Linked DNA regions of Mus musculus: all the other regions are linked to region 3. A link is a contact called in public HiChIP or PLAC-seq and capture Hi-C data. All regions are on one chromosome and are shown on one strand. Each heading gives the region's core, a stretch centred on a gene start, on an enhancer-like site or on the middle of the called end of the contact. The rest is flanking DNA. Distances are from core to core; before and after follow the strand shown.

The links. HiChIP or PLAC-seq counts read pairs in DNA pulled down with a chosen protein or histone mark. Capture Hi-C pulls out chosen DNA fragments and counts their contacts.
Region 1: a contact with region 3 is called in an H3K27ac HiChIP or PLAC-seq map of embryonic stem cells, with 8 read pairs. The contact joins the promoter of Sec11a here to the enhancer-like site in region 3. A contact is called at or near these places in 2 of 39 promoter capture datasets (the HPC-7 cell line and trophoblast stem cells), 1 of 484 Hi-C or Micro-C datasets (bone marrow-derived macrophages), 5 of 115 datasets of contacts at active chromatin or transcription factors (T-cell acute lymphoblastic leukemia, bone marrow-derived macrophages, embryonic stem cells and 1 more) and 2 of 9 other capture datasets (adipose tissue and pancreatic islet).
Region 2: an H3K27ac HiChIP or PLAC-seq map of embryonic stem cells shows a contact between it and region 3, with 8 read pairs. The contact joins two enhancer-like sites. A contact is called at or near these places in 1 of 39 promoter capture datasets (liver), 2 of 15 datasets of contacts at CTCF or cohesin (the G1E-ER4 cell line and large pre-B cells), 4 of 115 datasets of contacts at active chromatin or transcription factors (bone marrow-derived macrophages, double positive thymocytes and embryonic stem cells) and 1 of 9 other capture datasets (adipose tissue).
Region 4: a contact with region 3 is called in a capture Hi-C map of embryonic stem cells, with 3 times the contacts expected there. The contact joins two enhancer-like sites. A contact is called at or near these places in 5 of 39 promoter capture datasets (embryonic stem cells, pre-B cells, stem cell-derived epiblast-like cells and 1 more), 2 of 15 datasets of contacts at CTCF or cohesin (embryonic stem cells and large pre-B cells), 9 of 484 Hi-C or Micro-C datasets (the C10 cell line, the G1E-ER4 cell line, the HL-1 cell line and 4 more), 7 of 115 datasets of contacts at active chromatin or transcription factors (embryonic stem cells, fetal liver and stem cell-derived neural progenitor cells) and 3 of 9 other capture datasets (adipose tissue, embryonic stem cells and liver).

What each region holds. Positions count from the first base shown.
Region 1 is chr7:80,945,450-80,950,257 of GRCm38.p6, reverse strand. It overlaps Sec11a (SEC11 homolog A, signal peptidase complex subunit), which reads left to right and starts at 2,708. Exons shown (of 6, transcript NM_019951.1): 1 at 2,708-2,856. The coding sequence starts at 2,806.
Region 2 is chr7:80,843,525-80,848,628 of GRCm38.p6, reverse strand. No RefSeq gene overlaps it. Among named protein-coding and RNA genes, the nearest start is that of Zscan2, 15 kb to the left of the region's middle. Within about 2 kb of position 1,713, at least 50 of the 459 cell types and tissues checked have an H3K27ac peak or open chromatin away from gene starts, as enhancers often do. A contact at or near this core is called in embryonic stem cells, where this site is marked.
Region 3 is chr7:81,093,137-81,097,952 of GRCm38.p6, reverse strand. Alpk3 (alpha-kinase 3) reads right to left here. Exons shown (of 14, transcript NM_054085.2): 6 at 3,769-4,816; 7 at 2,899-3,046; 8 at 2,424-2,551; 9 at 2,260-2,295. All of the region lies in intron 2 of Gm51490 (a long non-coding RNA gene), which reads left to right. Among named protein-coding and RNA genes, the nearest start is that of Gm51490, 16 kb to the left of the region's middle. Within about 2 kb of position 3,407, at least 9 of the 459 cell types and tissues checked have an H3K27ac peak or open chromatin away from gene starts, as enhancers often do. A contact at or near this core is called in embryonic stem cells, where this site is marked.
Region 4 is chr7:80,886,316-80,891,370 of GRCm38.p6, reverse strand. It overlaps Wdr73 (WD repeat domain 73), which reads left to right. Exons shown (of 8, transcript NM_028026.2): 8 at 1-648. Among named protein-coding and RNA genes, the nearest start is that of Gm32112, 4.6 kb to the left of the region's middle. Within about 2 kb of position 1,975, at least 248 of the 459 cell types and tissues checked have an H3K27ac peak or open chromatin away from gene starts, as enhancers often do. A contact at or near this core is called in embryonic stem cells, where this site is marked.

The DNA.
Region 1 (4,808 bases), core at 1,459-3,958, 150 kb after region 3:
CAGATCTCTATGAGTTCAAGGCTAGCCTGGTCTACACATCTAGAGAGTTCCAGGTTAGTCAGAGAAAATCAATGAGGTCAGTCTCAAAACACAAACAAAAAAACCAAAGCAATCAACATAACTAAAAGCAGCATCCAATACCCTGGCTTATGTTTTGTACAACTTGTCTAAGCTCCCAACCCACGTTTGTGCGTTGGTTGTCAGTATAACAATAAATGCCAAGTTTAGCATGTAACGTACATGAAAAAACACATTGCATTAACTATATTCTTTAAAAATTACTGCATTTGCCGGGCATGGTGGCACACGCCTTTAATCCCAGCACTCAGGAGTCAGAGGCAGGCAGATTTCTGAGTTCAAGGCCAGCCTGGTCTACAAAGTGAGTTCCAGGACAGCCAGGGCTACACAGAGGAACCCTGTCTCGAAAAATCAAAAAAAAAAAAAAATCACTGCATTTATCATGTGTGAGCGCATGTGTGGCACGGTTAATGTGTGGAGGTCAAAGAGCAGTTTTGGGGAGTCCGTTCTCTTCTTCTGCTGTGTGGATCCTGGGTATCGAATTCATGTTTTGAGCCTTGACAACAGCCCAACATCAACTGCATTCTCTCTATTGGGTATGTATTTAGATAAACTGTAGCAGCAATACAATCTGAAAAAAAGAAAATACATTTTGGCCAGTTGTGATCCCAGCCCTCAGGAAGCTAAAGCTAGAGGCTTCTTGTGAGTTTGAGATCAGTCTGGCCTACAGAGTACATTCCAAGTCAGCTGGAACTGGACAGAAACAAACACAAAACAATCCAAAAAAACCCCACAAAAACCCAGGAGGGCTTAAAGTTTCCAAGTGCTGGGATCACAGGCATGTACCATCTGTTCTAGCAACAACCTAAATGGTTTGTGTGTAAGTGCATGTGTGTATGTGTGTGTGCATGGATGCACACTCTCGTGCATGTGTGTGTTCGCATGCCTGTGGAGGCCAGAGGACAACTTCTGGTATTGTGACTCAGCTGTTGTTTACTTATTAGAAAAATTTAGAGATTTTATTTTTGCAATTTTAAAATTATGTTTTTGTGTGTGTGCCTGGGCATGGGTGTGTGCATATGAATATGTGTCCATAGAGTCCAGAAGAGGGTGCCAGATCCCTTGGAGCTGGAGTTACAGGTTAGCTACTAAAAATGGGTGCTAGGAATTGTACTGGAGTTCTCTGGAAGAGCAGCCAGTGCCAGGGATCTGTCTGTCTCTGCCTCCCAGCACTGACATTACAAATCTATGCTACTATGCCCAGCTTTTTTTTTTTTTTTTTTTTTTTTTGGTAGCATCTCTCTATTATGAATCTCTGGCTGTCCTGGAATTCACTATTTAGACCAGGCTGGCCTCGAACTTGCAGAGATCTACCTGTCTTCCCCCCATCACCCACTTGTACGAGATGCTTTTAAAGCTTCCCAACTAAATAGCTTATTCACCTTTTTTGGACCCACAGGATTTTGAGCTGCTCTTGGGGCTCTTCAAGGCACAAAATACAGGGTCAAAGCTCATTCCCACTTAATTTGAACTTAGGTTGAATTTAACACTGACAAGCTTATGTGAAGGTTTCTACTAGCCAGAATTTAGATCGAGAACCACATCAACAGTTATTAATGAAGAAGTCATTCTGATACACATATCTGGTACTGTCACGGAAGCTGGGATACCTATGGGGCACCCCATGGGGGTTTCTATGTATTTTCTTTTATAAAACTTTCTAACTTGGAAATTCTAAACATTTCCTATCCCATCTCAGTAAATGTAAGGTTTCTACTAATAGTTGAAGATAGTCTTTCTCTCTTTCCTCTCTTTAAATTCAAGTACTGATTTTGTGCCTTATACATGCCAGCTGTGCGGCCACCACTGGGAATTTAACAGTGAACAAGACATCAGCGGTTTCCTTTCCATTCTCACACCTACTTTATTGTGCTATAATTCACATACCATACAGTCCACTAAGGCGCACAATTCAATGGTTTTAGTATATACATGGAGTTGTACATCTATCACCCACCAAAAGAAACCCCATGGCAATGATGTCACTTCTAATCCCCGCCCCTGTGAAAATTTGCGGGTCAAATAAATGGCTCACATCCAAGTGTCAGGAGACAAAGCAAATCACTGTTGGTAAAGGTCAAAACTGAGACGGGTCTTCCTGGCCACCTGCACCACCAGTGCCCTCATGACACTAAGGCATCTTGTGATCAATTGGCGTGTGTGTGTGTGTGTGTGTGTGTGTGTGTGTGTGTGTGTGTGTGTGTATACAATGCTTTAAAAGACACACACAGCTTCCGGTAGCGAACCGCAGCGTGCTCCACCTGAGAACAAACAGCAAGGCACCACGTCCCGAGCCACACCCGTGCCCCAGCAGCACGCAGGAAGACACCGACTTCGCGCTGGCGCAGACTCGGCTTCCGATTGGCCAGGCCTGTCCAAGGGCCCGCCTTCCGCACGCTGTGGGCTTAGCTAACCTAGGGTCACTGTCTTCGGGAGCCGCCGCGCGGGCTGAGCACAGAAAGCAGCCTTCAGCCGGTTCTCGGCCGGAGAAGGCTACGGTCCTTTTTTGACAAGGCCAGGCCCTGGGCTGTTCTAGGGGGCTCACAAGTCATTCTTTGTCCATTCTCTGCTCAGAAGGGAGGAGCTTCGCCTGCTCCCGCCCCGGAAGCGGAAGTGCAGGCATCAGGGGGTTCTGTCCACGGTGAGCCCGGCCCGTGTTGCAGCGGTCCCTCTTGGTGGTTCTATCGCGCCCTCTTGGCTGCTAGTTGTCGCGCTCTCCATCTCACCATGCTGTCTCTAGACTTTCTAGACGATGTGCGGCGGATGAACAAGAGGCAGGTGAGACGGGCCGCCCTCTCTCTCTCTGCCAGGGTTCCTCTGGTCTCTTTGCCGTTGCGGGGCGCCCCGCGGATCTCTGGGCGGGATTGAGGGCCTGCGTGGGTCGGTTGCCTGTATGGATCATTTCTTTCTTTGCAGACTGTAGGTAGCCAAGACCTCTTTGCCCCCATTCATAGCACCAGATTCGGGGGACCGAGAGGGAAGGAGAGAACCTTTGCGATCCCTTCCCCCCGAGGAGGCAGGGGAGTAAGTGAAAACTATAGGGCGCTTTGTAAGTGGGAGTTTGGGACACTGTAAAGCGGCAGACTTAACCGTTTCTGGTGGGGCTCTGGGGAAAGCCATTACAGGTCCCACAGGAGCCGTTGTGTTGCTTTCATTGTGTAGCCACCTTTCAGCCCAGCTAGACCTCAGTGAGCTTCATCCATTTTAACTAGGGTCACTCTAAGCTCGGAGTTGAATCTGTTATACCACTTGTGTGCCAGTTTCCTTGGCAGAAAGGTGACAGTCCACTGAATCTTTGATGATAGATGTCAGTGGAACAGAAATCTTGAAACTTAAATCAGATTTTATCCTTCAGTCTTGCTGTCTTCTAGCTCATGTGTTAGAAGGTACTGAGAACACGGTCACCTTTTTGTCTCCTGAACCGAATGTTCTGGTAGCAATTGACCTTTTCCCTGCCTCCCTACCCCCCTCGTATTTTGGTATTAAGAATTGTCTCATTTAAAGATTTGGTTTATTTTGGAACAGGACTTTGTTTTGCCCTGTTTATAATTATTACATAGAAAAGTAGGTCCGTCTCTTCTTAGACATACATACAAAATTGTGAGACATTCCAGTCAGAACAGCTTTAAGGAGTAGCTGTCACTTAACTGTCTTCTGTATGGACTCCTATTTCGGTGATGGGGATCAATACCAGGGCCTTGCATTCATCACAGGCTACCAGAACCGCGCTTCTAGTTTTGAAAGACCTTATTTTTATTACTTTATTTCGAGACAGAGTCTTGCTATGTAGTCCTCCTGCCTCAGCCTCATGAGAGGTAGATTTATAGATATATGTCACAACATGGCATCACTGGCTGGTATGACTCTGCCCTGTTGCCTGGAACTCACCGTGTAGCCCAAGCTGGCTTTGAGCTGGACTCCTGCCTTCGCATCTTGAGTCAGGGTAAATAACCGTATTTTCTTTTTTAAGTTTGTTTGATTGTTTTTCAAATGTGCTGAAAATCATTCCTAGCACTAGGCAAGTGATCTGTCACTGAGCACATGTATCCTCCATCTGGAAAGACCTTTTCTTCCTTCCTTCCTTTCTTTCTCCTCCTCCTCCTCCTCCTTCTCCTCCTTTTTTTTTTTTTTTTTTTAGATAAGGCCTCACATGTAGATGAGGCTGGTTTGGAAATCAGAGATCCACCTGCCTCTGCCTCAGCCTCTCTCTGCCTCTGCCTCCCAAATACTGGGATTGAAGGCATATTGGTGACACCATCCTCTCTTATTCCATTCCCAGAAATTTTGTGTATGTGTATTGCTGGTGATCATACTCAGGGCCTTTCATGTTCTTTGTTTGTTTTGAGACAGGGTTTCTCGTCCTGTTCTTGAACTTATTCTGTAGACCAGGCCAGCCTGGCACTCTGCCTGTCTCTGCCTCCCGAGTGCTAGAATTTAAAAGCATATGCAGCCAACTACCTCCCCAACCCCAACCTGGTCTTTCAGTTTCTAAGCATGTGCTCTTCCAGTAAATTATACCTGTAACCCTTGTTTTTAAAATTCTTTACTTTTAAGAAGTGTGCATGTTCACCATGTGTGTGTCTGCTGCGGGTGAGGCCAGAAGGCGGCACTGGGCCCTGTGGAGCTGGCCTCACAGTTGTGAGCCGCCATGTGGACACTGAAAACCAAAGCTAGATCTTTTGCAAGAGGAGCAAGTGCTCTCAACTGCCAAGCTGTGTCTCCTGCCCTTT
Region 2 (5,104 bases), core at 464-2,963, 250 kb after region 3:
CTTGGCAAACCCTGCCCTCTACCCTGAACTTTCTAGCCCAGAGGTTGGGCTTCCCCTCCCCCAGAGGTTCTTTCCTATATAATCCAGACATTTTGGTCCCTGTTTCTCTCTTCTCTCCCTTCTCTGCATTTTCCCTCTCCCTGCATGTGTGTGCTCTTTCTCCTTTCTCCTTCTCAGTCTCTTCCTCCTCTCCTCTGTCTCCCACCCCAAGACCTCCTTCCTCGGGACCAGTGAACTTGCCTGAGAGAGGCTTCCCCAAAAGCCTGCCATTACTTACTCTAATCTGGATTGAATTGGCTCATTTCACCAGCAGAGAAATAACTTAGCCTGAGTGTGTGTGTGTGTGTGTGTGTGTGTGTGTGTGTAGGCCAGAGATAGAAGTCAGATGCCTTTCTCAATTGCTTTTCGTTTTAAAATTTTTGATCTGAGTCTCTTACTAAACCTGGAGCTTGCCAATTTGGCTAAAGGCTTGCCAGCAAGCAAGTCCCAAGTACCTCCTCTGTCTACCTCCTCAGCACTGGAATCAAATGTCTGCTGCACCCAGATATTTATTTTGTTTTGTTTGTTTTCTGAGACAGGTTTCTCTGTGTAGCCTTGACCTGCAACTCGCTCACTCTGCTCTATAGACTAGGCTGGCTTTGAACTCAGAGATCTGCCTGTCTCTACCTCTCAAGAGCTGGGATTAAAGTTGTGCACCACTATTGCCTATCTGCACCCAGGTTTTAAGTAGGTATTGGTAACCAAACTCAAGTGCTCAGTATAAAGCAAAAACCAGCACTGTGCTTTGGAGTTATGAGCCTTAGCATTGCACTGTGTTTGCTCTGTATTCATAAGCACATCTCTCGTCTACTTGGAATTCATTTTCATCCTGAGCATAAACACCATCAGAAGCTGAGATGAAGCAGGGCAGTGGTGGCACACGCCTGTAATCCCAGCACTTGGGAGGCAGATCCAGGCAGATTTCTGAGTTGGAGGCCAGCCTGGTCTACAGAGTGAGTTCCAGGACAGCCAGGACTGCACAGAGAAACCCTGTCTCGAAAAAGCAAAAAAAGAAGGAGGAGGAGGAGGAGGAGGAGGAGGAGGAGGAGAAGGAGGAGAAGGAGAAGAAGAAGAAGAAGAAGAAGAAGAAGAAGAAGAAGAAGAAGAAGAAGAAGAAGAAGAAGAAGAAGCAGCAGCAGCAGCAGCTGCTGCTGCTGCTAAGACGGGAGAAGTTGGTGTTTCAGGCCAGCTTTGGGTGCCTTGTGAGACCCTGTCCCCTGATAGAATAAAGTGAACAGCTAGAATCACGAGCAGACAGCTTAGTCAGTACAAATTCTTGCTATCAAGCAGGAGGACCTGAGTTGAGACCCAGCACCCATGTAAAAACTAGATATGGTCTATGCCTGCCTCCCCAACATTGAGGCGGGACAGAAAGAGCCCTGGGGTCTGCTGCCCAGTCTAGCCAGTTGGTGAGGTCCAGGTTCTGGGAGAGACCCTGTCTCTAAAAGTAGGGTGGGGAGCAGTAGAGGATGACATCTGACAGTGACCTCTGACCTTGGCCTCATCTGTGAGTGAGTGCATAGGCAAGTGTATCTGGATACACAAAAAAGAGAGAGAGTCGGGAACGTTTGTAGAGAGAATCGCTTAAAAGCACCACCTGCCAATAAAAAGCCAATGGCCAATGATCTGAGGCAGGAAATAAGAGGCGGGACATTGGCAGGAAGGCAGAGGATTCTGGGAAATAGTAAGAGAAAAGAGAGCCATGGGGGAATAAGAGGAGATGGGAAACAGACTGAGGAGACAGGGGTAAACCAGCAGGTGGAGGAACTCTGAGAGACTCTGAGGAGACAAGAAGGAAGGAGCCAGTGAGTACCGAATCACTAACCAAGTGATAGACATAGAATAGATTAAATGGTTAAATAAGGTAAGAACTAGTCAGAGAGTGAGCCAAAGCTTATGGCCTAGGCATTTAATAATAACTAAGTCGTCTCAGAGTCATCACTCTGAGAGCCGAGACTGGGAAAGGAAAACTTGGAATTTAAAAATTATTTCTACACTCACTTGTAAGTTTCCAGGTAAACAATGCACAGACTGTCTGCTTCTATGATGACCACCCTCCCTTCGCCCTTAGCTTCCTTTGGAGGAGCCAGTGTGAAGCCAGAGTAAGTCCTGTGCTCGGGCGCTAAGTTCCAAATTAAAGATTGAAATGTTTGCGGAGGAAATTGTGCAGTGCCGCGGAAGCTCTTAAGCACACATCAGGACTTCAGGCAGATCTCAGAGAGGAAGAGGCAAGAAATGAATCTGCAGAGTAGCCCGAGGCTCGGATCCCTGCTTACAACCATTGCAAGTTCCTCAGTCTCCTCCTCACTCCCCGGGCCAGCCAGCTGGGAGGAAAGGGACAGGCCTGGAACGAGGTGGAGCCGGTCACACCTTTTTGTCTGAGCAGACAGAGCACATCGAACAGCCTGGAAGCTGAAGGAGGAGATGTGGGGAATTCCCTGCTTGGAGAAAGAAACCCGCGGATTAGACAGTGATTTGGGGAGACCCCGCCTACTAAGGAGGAACCAGGATGAGGAACAAACCTCGGAGTCCAGACTGCTGGGGAGGAGTAGAAAGAACACAGAAGTGGTGGGGACAAGCAGTGCTCCCTCCTGGGCCCCGGGAGGACACAGAGCCGGAGTAAGGATGGAGCGGGACTGAGATGGAAGCGTTTTCTGATGTGATTGTCCTGTGGAGGCATAAATCATAGAGTTGAGGAAGTGAAGGGCCCATGGGTGGCAGAAACATCACAAACAAGTACACCGAAGTCGCCATGGGAGAGGGCAAGACAGGCACCCGGCAGTCAGGGTCCAGAACCATCAGAGAAAGGGCAGAGTAAGTCAGGAGCACATGTCTCTAGTTCCACCTACCTAAAGGCCACCCAAGAGTTTGAGGGCAATATACTGAGGGGGGTGGGGAGAGAGAAGAAAGCAGAGGGAGGGAGCTGCAGAGTGGCCTAGCTAGAGTAGAGGTTCTCAGCTAAGGCCTAGCTAAGGCCTAGCTGTGACCCTTTGTGCAGAATGCTGGGACAGCCTCGGAAAGTGGCCTCAGGTGAATGACACCAGTGTGCTGGTTTGAATAGGAATGTGTAGCTTTAATTTTTTTCAAATCCTTTTTTTTTTTTTTTTTTTTTTTTTTTTTTTTTTTTTTGGTTTTCTTTATAGCCCTGGCTATCCTGGAACTCACTCTGTAGACCAGGCTGGCCTCGAACTCAGAAATCCACCTGCCTCTGCCTCCCGAGTGCTGGGATTAAAGGAGTGCGCCACCACCGCCCGGCTCAAATCCTATTTTTAATGATGGTTCTTAAATGCTTTAACCTCCCTTGTCGCCCACCACCAGAGGTAGTGGGAAAGAAAAGAAACGTGGAAGTGGACCTGTTCAGAAAGGTTCTTTGGAGCAACTCCCATCTGTGTTGTCTGGAAATTGGCAGTTCAGTTCACAGGTTAGCAGCAGCAGGTTGATCCACTCACAAACACCAAGCAGTCCAGTTTGGTAGAGCAAACAGGAATCAGCAGCAGTGGTATTGCCCAGCAGAGACAGCCAGGCCTCAGCCTTGGCTGGAGTCAGCAGGAGGAACCCAGAAGGAATGCCAGGCAAAGTTCTCAGCTGTGCTTCTCTCAAGGAAGTGCAGATCAGTGAAGATGCCCGACGGGTTCTATACCCTCCCAATATCACGTTTCTCCACGGGTCTTGCCTCAGCATACGTCTTGTCTCAGCACGTGAGTCAGTCTCAGCTGACATTACTCTGCCGGTCAGACTGAGTCCGCAGAAGTGGCAAGAAGCTGGGGCACACCACCAGAACTTTTTTGGTGCACTCCTGTCTATGGAATCTCAACATGTGGAGCTCAGTAAGAGATGTGAGGTGGACCAATACACGCATGTCCTTAGCAAAGAATCCTTCATCACGCGTCCTTTCACGTGCTTTCGTTAGCAGAACATCTTTTCAGTGAAACATTCCTTCACAAGTCTGCCTTAGCCTTTCACCCGTGTCCACTTTGGGAAAACATTCCTTCACGTATTTGCACCATCCAACACAACTGACTTTCCAAAGGACCATTGAGTTTCCACTTCAGGAATGGCCCCCATAGGTTTGTGTAGATTCCTGTAGGGAATGGCACTGTTAGGAGGTGTGGCCTTGTTGGAGGAACTGTGTCACTGTGGGGTGGGCTTTTAGGTCTTTTATGCTCAAACTTTGCTCAATGTAGCACACAGTCTCCTGCTTCCTTCGGATCAGGACGTAGAACTCTCAGCTCCTTCTCTCGTATCAAGTCGTGATGATATTGGACTAAACCTTTGAAACTATAAACCAGCCCCAATTAAATATTTTTTTATAAGAGTTGCCGTGGTCATTGATGTCCCTATACAGCAATAGAAACCCTAGCTCTTGGTTCCAGAGCTCTTGGAGCCGCTTCAAGGATATTGGCAGGAATTTGACATTGGGCTAGGACAAGGAAGTAGACTCAAATGCATACAGCTGAGGAATGAGTTCTTTGTATCCTGACTGTCTTGTTAAGTCCCTGAATACTGTAATCATGGGACCTTTGTTTATGCCTTGTTTGTTCCTTGACTACTTTGTCTTTGACCTAGAACTGACCCTATTCTTTGCATGTGCCTAGAATGGTATAAAAGGGTCTAGAAAAAAATATACCAGCTTCAGCACTGGCTGGGGTCATGTTATAATGTTGTCCAGTTGTCTTGTCTTTTTGTAAGCCTCACTCACTCCCATTAGAGATGGCTCAGAGGTTAAGAGTACTGATTGCTCTTCCAGAGGTCCTTAGTTCAACTCTCAGCAACCACATGGTAACTCACAACCATCTGTAAAAAGATCTGACTCCCTCTTCTGGTGTGTCTGAAGACAGCTACAGTGTACTCATATACATTAAATAAATAAGTAAATAAATCTTAAAAAAAAATTAAGGTACAACACATTAGGATAATCTCTAAAGTATATGATGTTTCTGGGTAACCCTCAAAATAACAATTAAAAATACTTAAGGTTTTCTCTTAAATAGGCCTGGCTAAACTAAAGATCTTGGGGGGAAAAAATCTTAATTGTTTGTTTTTAAAGCAGCAGTGGTTAAAAATA
Region 3 (4,816 bases), core at 2,158-4,657:
TGAACATATCAAATATGTTCAAAGCCTACTAGTTCATAATGGTACTTGAAACAACAACAACAGAAACCTCCCAGTGTCCCTAGAAAAAGAACCGAGCCTCACTAGTCACCTTAGAGGCCTCCTAGAGACAAGCTAATTGTTCGGAAGGTAGTCAGTACAGGGAAAGTGAGCGCTTCACTTTCATCTTAGAACATTCATGTCAAGGCAGCCGGACCTCATGCCTTCTCAGTGAGTGCAGATGGAATGGTGGCATTGCGTACCTCCATGTTAGAGCTGCCGAAGAGACGGTAGGCTCGGGCAATAGGCAGTGACCACTGCGTCACCACACATGACAACGCAGGCTGGGGAAGAGTTGTTTTCTAACTTTACAAAGGGTTGCTGAACTCAGTGTGCAGATGGCAGGCATTACTAAAATGGTTGATGTAACACTGCTGCCTCCGGGTGGGATGAGAAGGAGATAAACAGAGCTGGACCACCGCTTCCATCTGGTGTTGGTTTTAGAGACAGTGGCTCACTATACAGTCCAGGCAAACCTTGAACTCATAATCCTCCTGCCTCAGACTCCCGGGGGTTAGGCTTATAGACATGTAACACTATACCCAGTGTGCGGATTACTCTAACCAAGAAAAACAAAAGTAAACAAACAAACAAACCAAAAGCATTATCCCTGTATCTGAAGCAACTTTCTATTCTAATTATGGGTTTGAAGAAGCATATGATGGAAGGACTTGGTGCATGAGGATAGAGTGAACAAAAGCTTGACTGAGAAATTCCACAGGGGCTGGGAAGATGGCTCAGTCCATTAAGTGCTTGCCACGAAAGCAGGAGGGCCTGACTTCAATCAAGTAGGTACTTGCACATGTGTGTGTGTGGATGCTCCTGACTAACTTTAATGGGTATTACTCTTCAGGAATATTGCCCTTTTTGAGACAAGCTCACTCACTGAGACCTGGGTCTATCCAATTCGGCACACCCCAGGGCTCTTGTCTCTGTGTCTCCAGTACCTACTCACATATAAACACACACACACATACACACACACACGTACAAATACCTACTCACATATAGACACACACACACACACACACGTACAAATACCTACTCACATATAGACACACACATATACACACACACATGTACAAATACCTACTCACATATAGACACACACATGCACACACAGAAATTCTATGTATTAAGTGACTTCAACAAATGAATGGCAAGAGAGAAAACAAACAAGGGGGAGGAACAGTACATTAGACAACACAGGAGACAAATTAACAGTGGTTGCTGATTCAAGCCAACTCACGGACACAGCTGGGGAATGTGAACACTGGATGATATTAAAGAATTCCTAAGTTCTTAATTTGGTTGAGGTTTTAGTTTCTTTGACTTTGTTGTTGTTGAGACAGGGTCTCATTCTATAGTCCAGGATGGGTTGGAATTCACTACGCAGATCATACTGGCCTGAAATTTATGATAATTCTCTAGATTCTGGCTCAAAGTGCTGGGATTACAGGCATGCACGTCCGTACCTAGCCCGGATGTGGTTCAGTTCGATAGAGATTAAATGCAACCAGACAACTGAACACAGAGACTTTACAGCACTCTCCTCCAACAGGGAAACCCTTGAAGTGCTTGTCAAATGCTGGGGATAACCAGGCATGGTGGCACACACATTTAATCTCAGAATTTAGGAGGCAGAGGCAGGTGGATCTCTGTGAGTTTGAGACCAACCGGGTCTGCATAATGGGTTCCAGGGCAGCTCAGGCTACACAGTGAAATGTCCTGAAGCAAACAGCCAACTTGAGGGTATGTATCTCACAATCTCCAAAGAGCTGTGGGAAATGCATATTTCTTTCCTAGGCATTCAGGATGCTTGAACAAGGGGCTGAGAAGCCGTTGGGCTCGCAGCAGACTATCTGTGGCTCTAACGCCCAAGTCCACAGGGCACTGGGAGAAATTCTGGGTCTTGGTCTTGGTGGTTGTCATGTCCTTCAAGGACTCTGAAGGGGACAGAGGGCTGCATTGACTCCTGCTAAGTGACCCCACACCCCACCCTACCCCCACCCCAGCTCATCTCCCTCCACAGTCTTTAGAAACACCAGCCCTCCATCACCCCCCACAAGCCATGTCTTAAACTGGCAGCAAAGAGGAACAGCATGCAGACTTAGGGAGGATTGTATGCCCCTAAGGACAGAAACCCTGCCAAGGGTGGGCCACGGCATGAAGACATGCCCCCCTACCAGAGGGCCAACATACCTTCACCTTCCTCTCTGGAGATGAAGCCGGACAATACTATGTGGAGAAAAAGAGAGTGCTACTGTCTTCAGGCTGTCTATTTGGGCAGAGCCCCATCCCTGCACAGCACAGCGCTGCCTCCCACAATGCAAGGCCAGGCCAGCTGAGATCCACAGAACACTCACCCTCGGGGCTGAGGCAGAAGTCAGTGGACGCTGAGCCATGCTCGTTTTGGATGGTACAGCGATACACACCACAGTCCGTGGGAGACGCCTGCACGATGGCCAAAGCCGCTGGCCCCTCGTCCCCTGCACTGCAGAGAGCGGAGACCCTTCTCGTGAGGGTCATCACCCAGGGCCTTCGACCCAACTCTCACAGGCTGCTGGGAACCCAGGCTCTGGGAGCCCTGGGAAGGTGGTGAGAGGTTCCAGGTCAGAAACCGGTCCTCAATCACACAGGTGACACTTACTTGCTGTGTGACTTGAGACCCATGATTTAAGACCTCTGAGTTTCAATTTTCTGATCTCCACTTGAAATAAGAGACTCACTCACTGGGACTAGTGTGAGGACAAAATGAGGGGACGGGTTCAAGATGCTAGTCCCCAACATGACTGTAACTGCGGAGCCCGGGCAGGTGGCGGTGCTCTCCAGACAGCTTACCTCCTGTTCACTTCGCCCACTGGGTGCTGATCCTTCGCCCATGTCAAGACTGAGTCACTAACAATGTTGAAAAACTGGCACCAAAGCTTCAGACTACCAGAAGAATCTGGAAACTGTTCCACCCGAATTTTCCGGATCACCTGTGGGGCTGAGAACAGGAGCCCTGTTACAAGACAGAAGCCGACCGACTCCTACCACCCTTGCCCTCTCGGGTCACACCCATTGCATCCTTGGGTATCCTTAGGGAACAGCCTGAGCATTATAAGGTGCTTGTGCTGGAGAGCACGTACCTTAACCAGGGTGGGAGGCAGGGAGACAGGACATAGGGACTCAAGGCTAAGCACGTTCACAGAGACAAGCAGTCAAGAGAGGCTTTTGCATTGGCTGTTGCATTCTCTCTGAACCTGCCTCTGAGTCTTATCTTGGCTGTGGGATCACCATGGAACAAGTCCATAAAGGCAGAGGTGATGGTGGGGCCCCGGAGGCCCCTGAAGCCAAGGCCTGTGCTGAGCTGGGCCTTTGTTTGCATGCTTTGTTCCTGTTTGATCTGGTTTTCAGACAGGGTCTCCCTGAGTAGTACAAGCTGACCTTGAACTTTCAGCCTCCTGCCTTAGTTTCTGGAATGCTGAGAGCAAAGAAGGTCCAACAATACCTGGCCCTCCCTTCACTAGATCTCTCCCTGGCCTTTACCCCTGACAGTGCCCCGTCACTGTCACCTCCCTTCCTGGCGCTCTAGGCCCCTCAGATAGCTCCTGCAGTGCTGTTTCTCAAGGAACTACTGCCTCTTAGCAGGGAGGTGCCCCTCACAGGGTGGTACTCACAGTAGGGCCCTGTGTTGACAGCTTCCCCTGCCCCGCTCCTGGCACTCACCTTTTAGCAGGTCCTTAGCTTTCCTTTGCTTGGCCAGAGCTTCCTGCTTGCCTTCATCCACCGCAGGCTCTGAGTCCAGGCCACTGTCTTTGGATCTGGAGACCAAGTCTCCAGTTGCAGGCTCTTCTTCTGCGCCAGGCACCTCTAACATGCTGGCTTTTCGGGCCTGGGTAGGGGACCGTCTCTCCCGCCCTGGAGTCCCTGGTGACCCAGGTGTCAGGCCCTTCCTGGGTCCCCGGGGGGAAACCGTGGGGCTCTCCCTTTCTTCAGCCTTGTTTGCCTCTCCATCTGACCCTGCTCTGACCTTAGGGAGGAACCTCTTCCTCCGGGCCCCCAGAGCCAGTTCCTCGGGTGTAGCTGCAGGGAGACCCGTCAAAGCCTCCCCTGGCATTGCTTCTTCTTGGCAGGGCTCCTGGGTTCTGCTTTCCACTGTGTGCCCCTCCACTTCCCCTAGCAGTCCCTTCTTGTCACTTTCCTGCGAAGTCCTCTCCTCGGAATCCTCTCCCGCAGATCCTTCCTCACCCACCACAATGGCAGGGATGGTGAGGGGGGTGGGGCACGGGCCCCGAGAGCACTGGGCAGCAGCCAGAGCCTGCTGGCCAGCCTGTACCTCACGGTCCAGAAGGCCAGTAAGGCGGCGGGAGGTGCAGGGGCTCAGCAACAGGGTCTGTGCACTCTGCACTAAGTGATTGTTCTCCACGCGTTCCAGGATTCGCCTCGACGTCCTGGGACTCAGCCCAGCCACCTCCATGGTGGGGACCAGAGTAGAGGAGGAGGTTAAGCCCCCGGTGTCTGCCACTTCCTGGGACTCGGCCCTGGCTTCACTTGTCTCTGGACTGGATAGCTTCAGCAGCAGAAGCAAGTAGTTCTTCAGGGAATCTATAAGGCCAGGGTCACAGCTCCGGGTACCTGAGGACCTCCCGTCCACATTTGGCTCCTTGGCACAGGCTCCCTCACTGCTAGTAGCCATGGCTTCTGGTGGGTGACTCTGAGTGGGGGACCCTGGCCCCAATTGCAGAGTGGGAGCAGAACTCGGAAAGTCCTGGTC
Region 4 (5,055 bases), core at 726-3,225, 210 kb after region 3:
CACAGCATCATGGTGAGAATCAGGAGAGCTGGAGTGTGAATGTGGGTGTGAACTTTCTCACAGAAGGAATCGATGTCTCAGGGCCAATAAACATCAAAAAGAATACAAGTAAGAAGCAATTAGCAATTTACTTAGTTTTTGTACACAAGACTGGACTGGACTGAGCCTACTGTTCTGAGTTATGCCCCAACTGCTTTCTTTTACTTCTTCCTATTTTGTGTGTGTGTGTGTGTGTGTGTGTGTGTGTGTGTGTGTGTGTGTGTGTGTTCGTGTTCATTACTTGCACGAGGGTGCACGTGCTTGGGTGTGCACACTCATGAGTATAGGCACCAAGAAGTGCTGGGAAGGTGGAGTCATCCCGAGGCCTCTGCTTTGCTAAAGGATGCACCTTGCTTTCCTCGTGCACACGTGACCTCTGCATGCTGACTGGAGTAAGCTCTGTCTTCCACTCTGGTGGATAAGGGTCCCTTCCTTATGACCTTGTTTAGCCTTAGTTCCTAGACCCCTCTCCAAATCTAGTCTCTCGGGGTAGGGACTTCAGTGTATGAATTTGCAAGGGGTACACACTTCTGTCCACAGCACTTAAAAATAATGGGGGGATAAGAAAAGTCTAACAGCTTTTTTTATAATAAATTTTTTTAAGATGTATTTATTTTGTGTGTATGAGTACACTGTAGCTGTACAGATGGTTGTGTGCCATCGTGTGGTTGCTGGGAATTGAATTTAGGACCTCTGTTCGCTCCAGTCAGCCCCGCTCACTCTGGCCCAAAGATTTATTATTATTATAAGTTAAGTACACTGTAGCTGTCTTCAGACACACCAGAAGAGGGAGTCAGATCTCATTACGGATGGTTGTGAGCCACCATGTGGTTGCTAGGATTTGAACTCACGACCTCTGGAAGAGCAGTCGGTGTTCTTAACCTCTGAGACATCTCTCCAGCCCCCATTGTTCACTTTTTTTTTTTTTTTTTTCCTTTTTGGTTTTTCAAGACAGGGTTTCTCTGTGTAGCCCTGGCTGTCCTGGAACTCACTCTGTAGACCAGGCTGGCCTCGAACTCAGAAATCCGCCTGCTTCTGCCTCCCGGGTGCTTCACAACAGGATCACGTTCAGAGTTTGGGAAGCATCCTCTGTCATCCTCGCCCCCCCGCCCCGAAGCTCACCCCGCGGCTCCCTCTACTCTGTTCAGTGGTGACACACTGATAGCTTGAAGTTGGCCTTGGTGGGAGGATTTACATCTCAGAAGCTGGCAGATATTACAAAGCAGATATCCGGGTTACAGCAGCCCAGCTGCACGCTAGTATTTCACTGGGAAAGCTGAGTAATTTAGAAGTCGGTTGTGAATGTAGAAGGTGCTTTGCTGAACTGTATCAGCCAGGGCCCGACCAGGAAGTGCAGACGCACACCCGCACACCCACGGGGTGACTGAGCTGCAGTTTGGGGCTGCAGAGGAAGTGAAGGAAGGGAAGCTTGCTAAGGTAGGTTCACAGCTGCAGGAAGTCGGGGCCAGAGGCCTCCAGGTAAGAACTGCAGGTGTCTTGTCTGACCAGAGCCCAGTTCCTAGGCCCAGAGAAAAGAGGGCCAACTGCTACAGAAAGTAGAGTGACAGGAGATCGGGATGGGCTCAGAGATTCACAGAGGCGACACAGACTTCCCTTCAGATGAGCTATGTGAGGAAAAGCCACCGATGGTGGTGGTGGGGAAAGCATTAGCTGAAGGAGAACACCAGGACTATGTGGGCCTTAAAGACTGTGAGAGCCTTCCCTTCAAGTCCCTGGACAGTGGAGTTAGGACACTGTCTGTAGCTGGCTCTGTTTCGTTTTCTTTTTTAGTTCTACATCTTGTGACCTAGCCTAGCCAGGTCTGTGTGCTGGGAGTCAGGAGAGCACAGGCAAAAACAAGCTAGAATTCAGTGCATTGTTCCCTCCCTCACTCCTCCCTCCCACCCCCAGGCTAGGGAAAGGGGCGGGGCTAGGCATGCTTACAGCGGCTGGTGGGAGGGAGACTGTTAGGCTCTGTCCCAGAGAGAGGGAGAGGGGCTGGGTTTGGAGGCAGCTGTGGAAACAGTGATGCTGTAGGCTCCATCTGTCTCACTTAGCCATTCCTGAATGCCATGCCGCACCAGCCTAGGTGTTATAACGAGATGCTGAACTGTATCCATAGGGCCTCCATTAGAGAAGGGGCGCATGGCCTGCAGCATGGGCCCAGTCACACACGGGCCTGGAGAGAGTAGGCTCGCACAGGGAAGGTGACAGTTGAGTTGTATCCTGTGTTCGGGCAGAAGGGACATCATTGTTAAGGACAGAGCCCCTACCCTAGGAGTAAATGGGAATACAACTGAGAAAGCGGGCTTGGGGTCTGTCAGTGAGGCATGCAGGGGCATGGAGGGTGGTCCTAGATTGTGCTAGGCAGCAGGAAGAGTGAGCACGCAGACACAGATGCACTTAACACACAGAGCCGAACACAGCTGGTCAGACACATGGCTGTCCTTGGACAAAATGGATGGCAGGAAACGAACCAACCCAGAGGACAGATTGTGCGGGTGCCTGCCTGGACCGGACTGTACCTACAGCAGGCAAAGTCCCAGGGACTCAGCAAGGACACTGAGGTCAGGGCTACAAGAGGGGGGATGGGAATGATTGTCTAATAGATGAGGAATCTTAGGCTTGGAGCTGGAAAGGTGACTCAGAGGCTAAGAGCTCCTGGTGCTCTTGGAGAGGACCCGGCACCCACACCTGTCTGTACCTCACTCCAGAGGGATCCACCGCCCTCTTCTGCCCTCTGCAGGCACCTGTGTGCACACATACACATAAATAATTTTTTAAAAATCTTTAAAAGGCATTCTAAAATAAATCTATGCCACTTTTGTTTTCTGCCCTTGGAAGAAACAAAAATTCTAACTTAATTTCTGGAATATTCCTTTTAAAAATGATCTCCGGGGCTGGAGAGATGGCTCAGCGGTTAAGAGCACTGACTGCTCTTCCGAAGGTCCTGAGTTCAAATCCCAGCAACCACATAGTGGCTCACAACCATCCGTAATGAGATCTGGCGCCCTCTTCTGGAGTGTCTGAAGACAGCTACAGTGTACTTATATACATACAATAAATAAATAAATCTTTTTTAAAAAATGATCTCCAATGACAGGTGTTCTGAAGTCTCGAAGGCTGCAAATAGCCATCCATTGAAAGTACTGGACTGGAAAGAGAAAACTGAATAGAGCCAGGTCTCCGAGGAAGCCAGATGCTCTATAGACAGTGCTGCTGTCGGCCCCTGCTAAGCAATGTGTAGAGCACCATGTCCCAGGAGTGTGCAGGTTAGGTGTGAAGCTTTCTAAAGTGCTCTCAGAGGCCAGGCCTGGTGGCCTAGCCCTCCATCCCAGCAGGTGGACACCTCTGTGTGGTCTACACACTGAGTGCTGGGCCAGTCAGGGCTACAGAGTAAAGTTCCTGTCTCAAAATACAAAGTAGCATGAAGACATTTTGTAACCCAATTATTTATCATTTATTTATATGATGTGTGTGTGTGTTTTATATGTGCACAGGCTGAAGCATGCCTGTGGAGATCAGAGGGCACAGGGCACCTTGGGTACTGGTCCCCGTCTTCCACTGTGTTTGAGGCAGGCTCTCTTCTGGTTCACTGCTGTATACTCAGGCCGCCTGGCCCTTGAGCTTCTGGGATTCTCCCATCTGCTCCCACCAAGCCAAAGGTGCAAGGATTACAGATGCACACACTGTGCCTGGGGGGCAAACTCAGGGCCACATGTTTGCCAGAAGCTCTCCTCCCTCTGAGCCATCTCCCCAGCTCTTTAGAAAGTGTGTGTGTGTGTGTGTGTGTGTGTGTGTGTGTGTGTGTGTGCGCGCGCGCACGTGCAGTCACATGTGAATTGCCTTGTCATAGGGCACATAAGGAGGTCAGAGGGCACCGAGGTAGCAGTCCTCACCTTCTGCCTTACCTGAGACAGGCGTTCTCTGTTCTTTTCTCACTGTGTACACCTGGCTCCGTGGCCCAGTGTTTTACCCACTGAGCCATCTCCCCAGCCCTAAATTCTTAAACTCAAAGAACTTCTGGAATACTCAAGCAACAAAGCCCAACAAAATGGTGTTTTCAACAGACAAGTTTCATCTGCGAGGGCTCTTCCTGCTCTGTGTCCGTGCTGTTATTAGAAAGAGACAAGAAGGCATGATGGTGCACGCCTTTAATCCCAACACTTGGGAGGCAGAGGCAGGCAGATTTCTGAGTTTGAGGCCAGCCTGGTCTACAGAATGAATTCCAGGACAGCCAGAGTTACACAGAGAAACCCTGTCTCAAACAAACAAACAAACAAACAGAAACAGACAAGAAGACACCTTTGCTATGGAGTAAAGAAAACCCCTTCGAATAAATAGTCTTTGTGAGCCACCCTGCTCTTGTAGTTGGTGGAGAGCTTGGTTGCGCTGTATTTCAGGATAGGAGGTAAATATTTCCCCAGAACCTATCCCCCTGACTAGCAACTCAGGGTCCCTAATTCTGCCCTTGGGGCTGTGTCTCTTACTGTTCCAAGCACTCTGGAGAGGAGAGCTTACCCCGATCTTCTCCGCTACCCAAAGGTTGGGACCCAGCCTCTGGGTCCCTGAAGTCTCCTCTGACCCTTTGTTTCCATACCATTCACCCTTTGGTGCTGCTCCCTAGGAGTCCCCTGTGGCAGAGAAGGCTTCCTAGCACCTCTAAAGCATCAAAGATGTCAGCAAGCACCCAGGAAGACTCATCGGGAGGGTCTTAGCCTCAAAGGTGCTTGCTTCTGGCTTCGCAGCAGTTGGGCTGCAGGCTTTTGAATCAGTAGTGATGCTGTTCCCGGGTCCATGGTGCTAAAACTTGTAGCAAGCCCGCTCTAGCCCAGTTCCCTCTGCAGTTCTGATGGCAGGTGGGGCTTTTCTTGGATATAAGGCTCACTGAAATGTCCCAGAACCCCTTGGTTTCTGCAGCCCTTGTGTGTTCCTTCTCCCTTCTGATTCTCCCAGCCCTGGCACTCCTCCCGATTCAAGGCTGTGCGGCTTTTTCTATGCCAGTGTTACACACAA